Regions from separate parts of the Mus musculus genome. Here region 1 is linked to region 2. The links are chromatin contacts, called in public Micro-C maps. All regions are on one chromosome and are shown on one strand. The core of a region is the stretch at or near the end of the contact, and the rest is flanking DNA. Distances in the headings are between cores, read along the strand shown. Region 1 overlaps Tmtc2 (transmembrane and tetratricopeptide repeat containing 2). Region 2 overlaps Tmtc2 (transmembrane and tetratricopeptide repeat containing 2).

The links. A called contact is a pair of places that touch in the nucleus more often than the background predicts.
Region 1: a contact with region 2 is called in a Micro-C map of the G1E-ER4 cell line, with 2.2 times the contacts expected there. The contact joins two enhancer-like sites. A contact is called at or near these places in 3 of 484 Hi-C or Micro-C datasets (the G1E-ER4 cell line, embryonic fibroblasts and embryonic stem cells).

The regions. Positions count from the first base shown.
Region 1 is chr10:105,361,555-105,368,149 of GRCm38.p6, reverse strand. All of the region lies in intron 3 of Tmtc2 (transmembrane and tetratricopeptide repeat containing 2), which reads left to right. Among named protein-coding and RNA genes, the nearest start is that of Gm46241, 92 kb to the left of the region's middle. Within about 2 kb of position 1,884, at least 5 of the 459 cell types and tissues checked have an H3K27ac peak or open chromatin away from gene starts, as enhancers often do. A contact at or near this core is called in the G1E-ER4 cell line, where this site is marked.
Region 2 is chr10:105,220,096-105,226,851 of GRCm38.p6, reverse strand. All of the region lies in intron 11 of Tmtc2 (transmembrane and tetratricopeptide repeat containing 2), which reads left to right. Among named protein-coding and RNA genes, the nearest start is that of Gm25422, 83 kb to the right of the region's middle. Within about 2 kb of position 3,606, at least 1 of the 459 cell types and tissues checked has an H3K27ac peak or open chromatin away from gene starts, as enhancers often do. A contact at or near this core is called in the G1E-ER4 cell line, where this site is marked.

The sequences.
Region 1 (6,595 bases), core at 635-3,134, 140 kb before region 2:
ATAGCAGTCTCTGATACACATGAGGTAGAAGCATTTTTTTTTTTAACCACATAGGTCGTTTTCAGCATTAACTATTTGATGCCTGACAGTGATAATTTTGAACCCATTGTTTTGGTCGTGTAGTTAAAATGCCTGCTCATTTCATCATCACTATTGTAAGCTGTCTCATAAGCCACTGGCCCATGCTTTCTTCACAGCCCCTGATTAGCAGCATATGCTTTAAGTATTTTCACAAGAGTAGGCGAATGATTGCTTAGCTGACGAGAACTAGTAAAAGTACTCTAAGACCCCGTCGACTAAGTTCCAGCCTTATCTACTGCTGTCCATCATTTTACTGGATGGTCAGTCCGTTTTCCCGGTAGTTGACTGTGAAGCCAAGAGTTATTTGTGCCTCCTCTCTTCCGTTGTCAGTACATGCCCATTCCACCTGTAATTCCTTCATGCTGTGTCTTCAGTAATATCTCCAGCCTCTGACCGTGTTGTACCTCCTCCACTCTTATGTCCATAGGCACAGCTGTCGTCATCCTTCACGAGACCAGTGGTTCTCAACCTTCCTCAGGCTGCAACCCTTTAATGCTGTTCTTCGTGTTGTGGTGACAACCAACCCCCCCCCCCCAAACCACAGAATTATTTTTGTTGCTACTTCATGACTGTAATCTTGCTACTGTTATGAATCGTAATGTAAATATCTGATATGCTGGATATCTGATACGTGACCACCCCTCTGGGGTGGGGCTGGGGGTTGCGACCCACAGGTTCAGAACCATTACACTAGCGTATTACTAAAAGATTCCTACCTGAATTGCTCCCCTGTGTTTACTGGATCATTCATTATGCCTTGTATTTTTTTATTTTATGCCAGATATGGTGTATTTTATAGCACAAATGGAGAGTTCTCTGTGAGACATTTTGTTCATTGAGATAATACTTTCATTTTATATATAATGTGTGCTAGAGTCTTAGGCCCCCAGAGGTGTCAACTTCCTCTAGTGTACTTTGCATTTTGTCTCCCTGTCTTCAGGACTCCCTAAAGACTCAGACTTTATTTTGTTCATGTTAATATTTTGGTATAATCTAATGCAACACTGGGTGCTTTTATATATCTCAGAAGGTGTTATGTTATCTTATGATTGACTCTCAGCTTTTATTACCATTATCTTTTCTCTCTTCTTTTCCCCTGTCCCACTTCCTGTTGAGACAGGGACACTGGAAGGGACTCAAGCCACCAGATGTTCTCTTGCATCTGGACAGGCTGTGGCCTCTTCCTTTCTACAAGAAAGCAGACCTTTGCACAGCAGATGCTGTGTGTAAATTCCCGATTTAGTCTTCTTTGCTTTAGTTAGGGTTTCTGGTGCGGGGATGACCAAAAGGAACTTGGAGATGAAAGAGTTTATTTCGTCTCACAAATCCAAGTCACAGTCCATCACGGAGGGGAGTCATGGCAGGAACTTGGAGGCAGAAGCTGATACAGAGGCCATGGAGAAATGCTGCTTGCTGGTTTGCACTCCAGTGGCTTCCTCAGCCTGCTTTCTTACTTACCCAAGACTACCTTCCCAGGAGTGGAACTACTACTCACAATGGGCCAGGACTACCTACATCAATCACTGATTAAGAAAATGCACAGAAGGCTTGACAGAGGGCATTTTCTCAGCTGAGATTCCTCTTCCCAAATGACTCCAGGTTGAGTCAAGTTAACACAGCACACCCTTCTATTATGTTACCTGAGCCACGAGAGCGTGAGATCTAAGCCAACTGAGCAGAATTGCCAGGCGCCTCCTTGGTGTAATTTGCTGACCCTCAAGGCTTCTGCTCTGGAGCAGCTCACCTCTGAGGCTCTCTCTGGCTTTGCCTGTTTCTGCAAGTTTCCAGGAAGTGTTTCAGCTTGGTATTTCCGAGTCTCGGTTTGCATCAGTTTTCCTGTTGTCGGGACAAAGGAGATCATTACTGTCTGAGCTGACATGCTGATTCCTTTATAGTAGCTTACACTTAACCACCATCCCAGTGACCCTATGGAAATATGTCAGGACCCACAAGGCACTCCATACACCACGGCTTTCTACTCATTTCTCTTTCCTTTACAAGCAAAACCACAGAATCTCAGAGAAGATGCGTATATCTAGCTCCTTTGCCTTCCTGTGCTCAGTTCCAGCCCTGCAAGCTGCTCTGATGCCTTCTATTTGGCTGATAAACTCTGACCCCTGTGTCTCTGTCGTTGCTTTTGTGTGGAGTGTGTTTTCTCAGATATCCCCAGTGTGTTGCACTGCATCTTCCTCTGCATCTTCCTTGGGTCTCACATGAAGGTGCCACTGTCAGTAAGATGCTTGATGTGGACTTATCAAGCCCCATTGAAGATGACAGCCATGCCTCTTTACGCAGCATCCCCTATCTTCCGCTTTCTTCCTGTTTCTCATGGCATTCACAATGATGTTGCTCACTGTCTGTGTATTATCTGTGTAGACTGTAAGATGGGATGGAAGAAACTTGGGGGCTTTTGCACTTGAAAATTCAACATGGTAGGAGAATGCCTGAGGGAGTGAAGTGCTTGCTTCATAAGTGTAAGGACATGAGTGTCATTCCCAGAACCCATGTCACAGCAGCTAGGCATGGTAACGAATGCATTGTGATCCCTGTAATGGGACACAGAGACAGGAAGATCCCTGAAGCATGCTTGCCAGAGAGTATAGCTTAATGATCGATTCTATCCTAAAGATGGTTTCGAGTGCTCCTGAGGATGATATATGGTGTTAAGCTCAATCTTCCATAAGCATGCTACATGAATGTACTCCTTCCACATAAGCATGTACATTCACGTATGCACACAAGGCATAAATACCATTTATACAATAAAGACCATGCCTACTAGAGAGAAAGCTTTTGATAAAGGACACTTGAAAGGTAAATATGGTAGTCATTCTTCTTGAGTTTTATATTCAGTTTAGAGGCAGAATGCTCAAGCAGGCAATAAGGAAATGTAAACTTTTTCTCTTTGGGTGAGAGAGATACCGAGAAGGATACTTTATAAAATGATTGGTAGGACTGGGAATGGAGGTCATTTGTATTTCAGGACTGTCAAATGGGCTTCCATTTTGAAATGAACAAAAGTCTTTCAATTCTGGTTTCTTGCTGCCTTTTTTTTTCTTTTTTTTCTTTTTCCTATTTGTAAAGTGCTCCTAATTCTGACTTCAGTTACTTCCTCAGCAATTATGAGATGGAGAAGAATCTTATGAAAAAAAGCCTCCTGACAATTTGTCACATTACTTAAGTCTAGCAAAAGATTAGAAACCCTTTAAAGCCAGTATTTCAGAATAATTTCTGAGACTACACATTGAGGCTGTTTTCCTTCCTCCTTTGAAAGCTTTTGAAAATTTGCGAGTACTTCAGTCTGCCATGTGTTCTTACAGAATATGATTTTAAGCCTCATGAAGCATTATACTTTAAAACTGCTGCCTTTATCATGGCTCCTGCAGACAGCTGCCAGTCATTAGCTGATTGGATGCAAATGGGTGATGCATCTCCCAGTGACTGTGTGGCTAATTTATGCTTTAAATCTGCATGGGGGAGACACGATGCTGATTGAAACACTGTAAAATGACAAGTCCTGTCTCCGTCTGTGGTTGATAATATCAAAAACTCCTGGGCATGGTTGATAACTGTCTATTGGAGATTTCACAATGATTTTGCATTCCTGGGCTAAGCAGGGACAATTCTCTACGGTGGTTGTTGCAATGGACACGACATAACTGGATTTGAAAGATTTGTTTTTTATTTCATGCAGTACATTTTGTCAACCAATTGATATATATTTGCTCACAAAAAGCATTTTTAAAATTCACTCCAAAGCAGGTAAATGCATGATTTCTTCCTCTTTGGCCTCTGGCTGTTTCTGATGCTCTTTGTCCCCCTCACCTCCATCTGTGTGAAACTTGACAGCATTGTCATCTGCCACCTTGGCTCCCAGGGCTGTACAGTGTGTCTCTTCTTTCTCCTAGTTTATGGTCATTCTCTCTTATGAGTTTGGCCTCTCCAGACCCCTTCTTTGTTTCTTCTCTCTAGTATCTATAGCATCACCTGCTACATAAGTGGGCAGCATGGAGGTAGCATAGATAAATATATTATTGGCTTTTGAAATGAAATGATGTTTCTGTGACCTCCTAGTTTTAAGAGCTTTTCCTTCTGTGGGACCATTCAGCATCTCACCCTCATCACCTCTGGGTTCAAAACCCAACTATTTACAAACTTCCTATTCAGAAAGCGATCATTATCACAGACCAAGCATTATTGTTAACGTGAATGTGGAAACGTAAAAAATGAGCGGTAACATCTATGCAATCCTGCCAGCTAAAACACTAAACACCTACAAAAAGGTACTAAAAATTTTAAGTTCCTGGCTAAACAGTCCTCTGAGATGGACAGTGTAACTTAGCTTGTGGAATGCTTGCTGGCATGCACAAAGCCTTCTGTGGGAAACCCAGCACCACGTGAACCGTGCCTGGTATCTTAGGCCTGTGATCACAGCACTCAGGGGGGAAACCTGGAGGGGCATCTGACTTCAGGGTCATCCCTGGCTACACAATTCAATGCCAACCCAAGCTCCATGGGACCCTGACTCAATAAATATATAAACATTAAGCAGATATATAAATAATAAATAAGGCCAGAGCCCTTGGCACCCTTTAGCAAACATTATGACTGGAATTTTTGGTTGTTCCAATGAAAGTTTCTAAAACTATGAGCCATTAAGCAGTTTATGCTAACCTGATGAAAATTTCACAAGCTAATGTGGATTCTTAGTTCCTTTTTGCTTATGCAAACATGAATGTAGCTATAAATGGTGGCCATATAGTGATTCTCAGATGTATAACTCTCTGGTCATTCGGAATCCTGAATTTGTGCTTCCCAAAATAAATGACATTTTTTTTTTACACTGATACCTATATAAAAGCTATACATAAGAACCTGTTCTCAGAACAGTGTTCTCTGCACTGTTTAATGAGTTCTCTTCCTTCTTGGGTTACTGTAAACATAACTGATTGGTTCCAACATCATATGTTTTAATACACATATTGCTTTCACAAATCCTGTCTCAAAAGCTTTTGACATTTCATTATTAGCTATGATGTGTATTGTATTGGTCAATCTCTGAATAGCTCTCCCTTTCTGAATCAAGAGTCTTTGTGTAGCACAGGCTAGCCTGGAAAACCTTGTGTGTGTGTGTGTGTGTGTGTGTGTGTGTGTGTGTGTGTGTGTACACATATGCATATATACTAAGAACACTATTTTGTTCAGGAAATAACTGAAAGCGTACCTGAAATCTAAGTCTCTGTGTGAAAGTTGACACTTGTGACTTTTTGTTCTAAGTGAGACTCCTCTGTAACTATGGTACAACGTAATTAAGCAGCCAGATTTATAAGCATGAAAGAGAGTTCCATTTCTCCAGTAATTTATCATGGCACGTCAAAGGAAAGGTGACAACTTTTCAAAAGAGGTTAATATTATATAAAATATTAAACTTATCAGTGATGTCAAGAAGAAAACCACTGTTGTATTTCACAGCTGACAGGCTGGACTAAAACAATTCTAAAACAGTGATTTAGAAAAACATTAGAACAAACATGAACAGCCTTGTAAGAAAGAGAGCAAAATGAATTCAGGCTAATGTGAGAGAAGTGATCAGAAATGAAGTTGGGATTCCATAGGGTAGAGTAAGTCTGTGTTCATCTTCTTTCTCAGCCCATTGTGTATTGAGTAGGAGAAAAAAAAAAAAAGAACTTGGCTGGTCAGTGGTAATGCATGTCTGCAATCCTAGAACCTAGGAGGCAGAGGCATGTGGATCTCTGAGTTCGAGGCCATCCAGGTCTACCAAGTGAGTTCCAAGCCAGCCAGGGCTACACAAAGCAACCTTGTCTCAGAAATCGATGATGATGATGATAATGATAGTAATAATTATAATGAAAAACAGAGTCAGGAGAAGAAATGAAATAAAACTGTCTCACTGACCGGAATAGACCAAACTATTAATAAAGTTCCTTTAAAAGTATTTGATTATTGAGAAAAGCATTTTTGTAATGAAACTTAAGTACTCATAGAACTTCAAAGGCTTAGTCCTTTCATGCCTTTAAGAATGAAAAAGTACATAGAGACAAGCAGAGCTCTGTGAGTTTAAGACCAGCCTGTTACTGCTGTTGCTGATGTGTGTGTGTGTGTGTGTGTGTGTGTGTGTGTGTGTGTGTGTGTGTGTGTGTGTGTGAGTGTGTAGTGAGTTTTACACAGGGAGAGAAACAGAGAAAGATAGAGACGGAGAGAGACGGAGAGAGAGAGAGAGGCAGACAGACAGACAGACAGACAGACAGACAGAAGGGTTGGACAAGAGAGAGGACAAAGAGAGAGGTTTAGACAAGCCAGTGCTTCAGAGTAGACCCCGTTTCAATAAAATAAAATAAAAACAAATGAAAAGAAGCAATGCCCACATTTTTGTTTTCTCATCCAGCTCTGTTAACTGTGGATATTCTTTTTTGGCAAAATGTAACAAGCAATAACAAGATGCAATACACATAACCCTAAGGTGTTTTATAGATAAAGTTGTTGCTTATGACTT
Region 2 (6,756 bases), core at 2,357-4,856:
TTAAATAATATCACTTTTTTTTTTCATCTGATAGGCAACCCCTGTAAAAGGGTCATGGCCCACAGGCTGAGAACTGCTTCTCTAGACATTGAAAATCACCCTTTCTTCCAATTGCTATACTTCCATCCAAAAATCAGTTGGCTTGCCCAGGCATTGTCAACAGTGCTTGTTCAAACAGTACCTCATACCAGTCAATCTTTGCATCTTCAGACCCCTTCCGTTTTTATGCTGCACATCACCATTAACATCTGGAGTCCTCATATCTTTGTGGGATCCACCTCTTCTCTCTTAGTCATGAGCTGATAATGGCAGAGAGCTGGTTCTCTCTACTGCATTTCCCAGCACAGACCAGGGATTCTGTAGGTCCTTTGTTATCAATACTGAGGTATTCATAGGTGTCTTAGTTAGGGTTTTACTGCTGTGAACAGGCACCATGACCAAGGCAACTCTTATAAGGACAACATTTAATTGGGGCTGGCTTACAGGTTCAGAGATTTAGTCCAGTCTCATAAAGGTGGGAGCATGGTAGCATCAAGGCAGGCAAGGTGCAAGCAGGAGCTGCTAGTTGTATATCTACATCAGAAGGCTGCTTGGAGAAGACTGGCTTTCAGGCAGCTAGGAGAAGGATCTTAAAGCCCACACCCACAGGCACACACTTCCTCCAACAAAGTCACACCTACTCCAACAAAGCTACAACTCCAATTAGTGCCACTCCCTTGGCCAAGCATATTTAAACCACCACAGTAGGAGATCACTCTCCAATGTGTTCTATTTCCTATGTTTCGTAGTGTAGACATCTTATGCAGTGGAGTGCAGTTGTAATGTTTTAAATATATCATGCAAATCCTCTTGTCCCTTAATGAAACCTGGCCTAGGAAGTAGAAGCCAACCACAGCCTGGGATGCTCAGCACCAGCGTGGTGATCGTTTACATAGCTGGCAATTAAACCACAACATAGCCAAACCGACAGCCAAGAACACCCTGAGATGAGGAACTTCACGGTGTACTTCAAGGGAAATTCAAGTGATTTTTTAAGAGGATCTCAAAAATGAGATGATTATTTAACTCTTGCTGAATAAAGAAACTTGAGGTTCTTTCTCCTTAGCCACTGTATGTTTCCGCTGAGTCTTTGGCATTTCTCTGTCTTTCACCATCAGGAACTTTTGTGGGAAATTGAATGTGGAGTCAGTGCCACTTTTAAGTGTTCCCCCCCCCCCCAAGGGTCTCTGCATGGCCTTAAAGTGTGATCGTCTTGCCTCTGCCTCTCACGTGCTGGAATTAGGGGACCGTGCCACCAAACCCACGTAACTGAAAATGAATTTATCCTCAGGAGATCTAGCTTTATTCACATGGCTTGGTTTCCTGTTTGATGTTCCGTTTCTGGAATTCAGTCCATAGCAGAAACCATAACAAATCTAGCAGAAGAAGCAGAAGTCTTTAGGTGTCATCTGTAGGCCTATGCATGCATAACAGAATATACTTTTATATTATTAGCTAGAACAGCATGGTCTGGTGAAAACATGCTTTAAAAACCTCATACCACTCTTGAAAAAAATAGCTTCTTATGACAAAGGTTGATTTTGTTACTCTCATAGATGACTTTAAATTGGCCAGTTTTTTTTTTTTTTTAACAATTAAACCCAAAAGAGCATGTCTGCATTTCAGTAGACAATTTACCTTATACAAGATTTCTTTACTCTTAAAAAATACAGAAACATTCTAGTGCAGCAATTTTATATACACATATTTTATATGTATATATGTGTATGTATACATATATACATATGTGTGTATATATATCTATGCTTTATCTATATGAAATTAGGATAGGAAAATGAGCCAACTCTTTTAATACTTATTAGTCAGCTTTATGAGAGAGAAAAAATCTAGAAATCATAGTTTATTTCCCTTTGTAAATGTCAATGAGTGACCTATTTTGAAATTTGTAGCCACAATAAGGGAACAATTCCAGGTAAGGAGGAAATGACAAACATGAGAGGTACCATAGGACATGGGCATGAGAAGGAAAGTTTACTAGGGACTGAAATCCAGCTGATAGCTCTGAATAGCAGTGTCCTCCTGAGAGCTGGAAGGAGAGATAATCCTATACTCTACAAGAGAAATAACTTGACTGTGAGCTCTCTGAGGCGTTTCACACCTGTGTCTGAGAGCCCTGGGGGCCTGAAACAGAAAGATCACTCACTAGACACTAACTTTGGCTTTTTGTGAGTTCAAAAGCCAACCTAGGTTATAATTTAAGATCAAAGAAGGAGGGAGGGAGAGAGGAAGGGAAGAAGGAAGGGGGAAAAGTTTGGAGGGAAGAAGGGACAGAAGAAAAGAAAAACAGGGGGAGGGAAGGAGGAAAGAAAGAAGGGATGGAAGGAGGAGGGAAGAAAGAACTATAGACATTAAAGTTGCTGGCTGGCGAATCATACTTGCCTTCTGTGAGAATGCACGTTATAAGCTAGCCTTAGCCCATTGTGTGGCTGGCCAGTTAGTACATCTGTTCAGTAGGATTTCGGGGGCCAGAGTGTTATTTGCATCTGCTATGTGGAGGGGGCTGATGGTAAGGTCTTGATTTAGTTAACGAAATCATAGTGAGTGAGTCGTGGAACTCACTGTGAAGACCAAGCTGACATCATATGTGAAAAAAAAAAATCCTTCCTCCTCTACTTCCAGGGAGCTATGATTACATGCCCACTCCCATGCCTGATTATATGTGGTGTCAGGGACTGCAATGGAAACCAGGACCTGCACTGAGCTGCGGCTCTATCATTTATTGAATTCCTTCCTGTTTCTTTCTGTTTCTTTTCCTTTTTCCTGTCTCTTCTTTTCTTTTTGAAACAGAGCCTAACCCAGGGTGTCCTTATATTGTGTATGGACCTAAGGAGCATCCAATTCTCCTGCATCCACCCCTAAATACTAGAATACAGCCTGCCAAGTTTCTAAGGTGCTGGGGATGTAACCTGGGGACTCCATACAGTTGTAATAGGGCCATTGAATCAGCAGTTACACTTTGAAAATGAGCTATGTTTTAATCCCCTGCCCAATTTACATATGCGAGGACTTTTCCTGTGAGTTGCTTTGGTGGGAGAACCTTGAAGAAAGATGTGGGGAGAAAAATCCCAGAATATGATGGCATTTTACTAACTGTGCCTTAGAGAAAACATCCTTATAAACTATGTTTGTTCTCGCTCCTCTCAATGGATCCTGTTTACCCAGCATTCTCTTTTATCTGTCCTAACCTTTATGTAATAGATTTTTATTTGCCCTGGAGAGACAGCAAAGATATTTTTATTTTGGTTTGTTTTATTTTTTTAATTTAAGTCGCAGTCCATTTCCATAGCTTTACAGATCATTTCATTTCTAAAGTTTCTCTTTGGAACTTCTTTTTTTTTTTTTTTTTTGTATTATTTCCTTTTTCCTTTTTTTTTTTTTAAATCAGATTCATAAAACTCTGTTGGAAATAATGGTGTCGTTCAACCATTTCAAGAGTAACGACTCTTATTTCTTGAAAATATTCCTTATATGTCTCTGAAAAATAAAGTTCCATGTAAAATAGGACAGGAATTGGCATCTAAAATCATTTTATTGATTAAGTTTAACATGTGTGTGTGTGTGATATGCGTTTTTGAGCTGAGAGGGCAGTTTTCAACAATCAGCTCTTACCTTCTCCCATGATAAGGAAGAACCGCCCTTCTTGTTTCCTCCTGCTAGCTGCCCCATAGACACCAGAGTTGACTTTTCTGTCTCCCAACCCCATCTTGCAGTAGGAGTCCTGGGGTTACAGATAAGAGCCATTACATCTGCCTATAGGATCATCAGGTGTGAGCGACAAGCACTGACACTTGGTGAACCATTTCATACCCCCTGCACGCTAGCATTTTCGCAGTTAACCATCTCTTTTGAGCTTTGTTTTGCAAAACTCCTATAAGACCTCTTACAAAAATCCTCAAAGATTTCTAGAAGTAATATGGAGAATTTACTACCCAATTAAAATTGACAAGAAAGTAGGCTTTGACATTGATTAAATAAACCCAAGATGCTACATCCACACTGGGACGCTTTGTTTTAACTTATCTATCATTTCCTCCTCACAATCAATTCTGATACATTTTCTACCACAGGCAAAATTGGCAAGAGTAAAGTCCTGCTATTCACTGTGGATTTTCAGATCTAACCCCTGTTAGTAACCTTGAGAGCAAATGTGAGGAATTGAAAAGGTACCTATAGCGTTATGTAACACAACCGCTCTCTATCTAGTGCACGTTAGAATCACCTGGGAAGGTCTGCAATATGCCAAGATCTAAATTGTAACCAAACGCTTGAGTTTATTTGTTCACACTCAGACGTCCCGAATTCAAGGTTTGGGAAGGCCCTGGGTGATTTTAATGGATGGTTAAGCTTGAGGACCATGGGTCTTTGCTTGACTCTGTGGCTACCACCCAGTTCTGATTTAACTACGTGCTATGTGACTTTGTGACTCTTATTTAAAAAGCCTCTTGTATCAGTCAATTGGCCATTAGTCGTACCTGAGTCAAAGTATCATTCTGAAAATCCAAAGAAATAAAGGATGGTACTTCTTTTTTTTTTCTTTTTGTATTATTTCCTTTTTTTTTTTAAGCAAAGTTATAGTTCTTGAAAGATAATATCCAGTAAGTGCTCCCTTTCAACTATATTGTCTCAAAGAGACAATCTCCAAGATGAGACTGGGGGTGGGACATGTCTCAGGAGCAGCAGGACAGGTGTCGATCCACCTTTTGCCTTGAAAGGAATGGCCCTTGGGTAAGTCAAGGGGTGCCTGCCTGCTGGGCTTGGAGTCTGGGACAAAGCAAAAACTGGGAAGAGGAAAAGTTAAAAGATCAAAGAGTTGGACTGAGCTACCTGATACGGGTGTTCTGCTACAGAGCTGGGGATGAGAGTTGGAGCCTTGGAACTGGGGTCAGGGGCAGAGAGAAGGTCTGCAGGCAGCCTACCTGGTTCTCTGGCAGGCCTGGCTTGTGGATTAACAGGAGAACCTGCTGGAGTTGAGGGCTGAAAAAGAGCAACCAACCTGGCCTACTTTTATGTTAGGTGGTGGTAGGCGGGGGGGGCGGGGTGTTCTGCCTATGATCTCTTCACACCCCACATTTTCAAGAGTCAGTGCACACAGGCTAAGATTGCAGTTGGCCGGCAGGGCCCCCAGTTTGAATTGTGATAGAAATAGTGAGAAATAGCATCTCTTCCTCTCCACTCAGCATTTTTTTTCTGTCTCCGTTTTCACAGCACATTATATTAGTAATGAAGTCAGAAAGGCGCTGAACAATCTTACTATTCCAGAAGATTGTCATGGTGGCCTTGGTGTTTTAAGTGTGACATTAAGATATCTAATATTCAGAAGCACTAGAAAAGTTAAATTGTATCTAGCCCCACTTCCCTAGATGTAGTTTGTATTATAGAGATATTGCTTAAATCCATGTGACTGCTGAAGGAGAAAAGAATGAAGCCAATTACACTTTGAGAAACTCGGTGAAATATACTTATTTCTAACATCATATCCTGGTATGAGTGTCACGTTCATACCCTTTTGAGAGAAAACCCATTCGCTGTAATTTAATATTGAAAGTGCCGATTCTCCTGCTTTGCATTTAAAATCGTACAGTTAACTTAGTGCAAGCCATTTTACAGATTTAACCTCTAAACTTGATCTTGTCTGTCAGCAGTTCCTGACCGTAATCCAAGTGGGCAATGAAACAAGAAGCAACCTCAGTTCCTTCACATCTTTGAAGCATCCTGTCTCTGTGTCTTAGAGCATTCCCTGCCACCTCCATCCCAGGTGCAGCACTCCCCCCCCCTTTCTTGATCCTAAGAATGATCCTGCTGTCACACAAGTTGTCTCTTCCTTCTAAGGCCCATAGTCTTGTGTGTGTCACAGAGATGTTTGAGGAGGTAACTCTAGTCCACAGCTCTCACCCACATTAAGTTCACATTGTTCTTCTACCTAATATTCCAGATATTGCATCAAATATCTCAGATACAAGGCAGATATCCCAAGACTTCAGCAGACTGTGACTGTCGGGTTCATCTTGCTTTTCATGTCAATGTCAATGACCAAACTTGGTCACGCCCATAGATATTAGGGAGGCTTCAGAGCAAACGTCCATGTTCAACTTAAGTATCTAGGTTCTTTGTGAGTCACTGATACATACCAGTGCCCAACCTGACCTGCCCTAAAACCCAAGTTGCCTTATTTAACTTCCCCTATGTACAAATATCATTTACATAAGCCATTTCAGATCATGGAACACAACCAAAGTCCAGGTTAGAGAACAGTGAGATAAGTGAGGTATTGCTATCATTTTGTTGATATTTTTCCTAGCAATGAACATTTATTTAACTTGGTTTTTTTGTTTGTTTGGTTTGTTTTTGTTTTTGTTTACTGTTTTCACAGTGCTGCAAAAAGCTACCTATATTTTTCTACAGGTTTTCTTCTAAGATAACATATTAAATGAGTGATTGGTGAGGCAAAGACGAACATTTTAATTTGAATAGTTGCTATGCTGCAAATTTACTTTTAAAAATATTTAGGGTAATTTGTAATCCCACCAGAATGATTACTGCGTATGAATAATATCCATCTTTTTTATCATTCTGAAGAGCAAACATGCTTGCTTCTTATTTTAGATAGCATTTTTGGCTGCTTCTGTAACAGCTTGCCTGTTCATGTGTGTGTATTCCTCATTTCTCTTCTAGGAGGCTGGACTTTCCTGTCTCTCA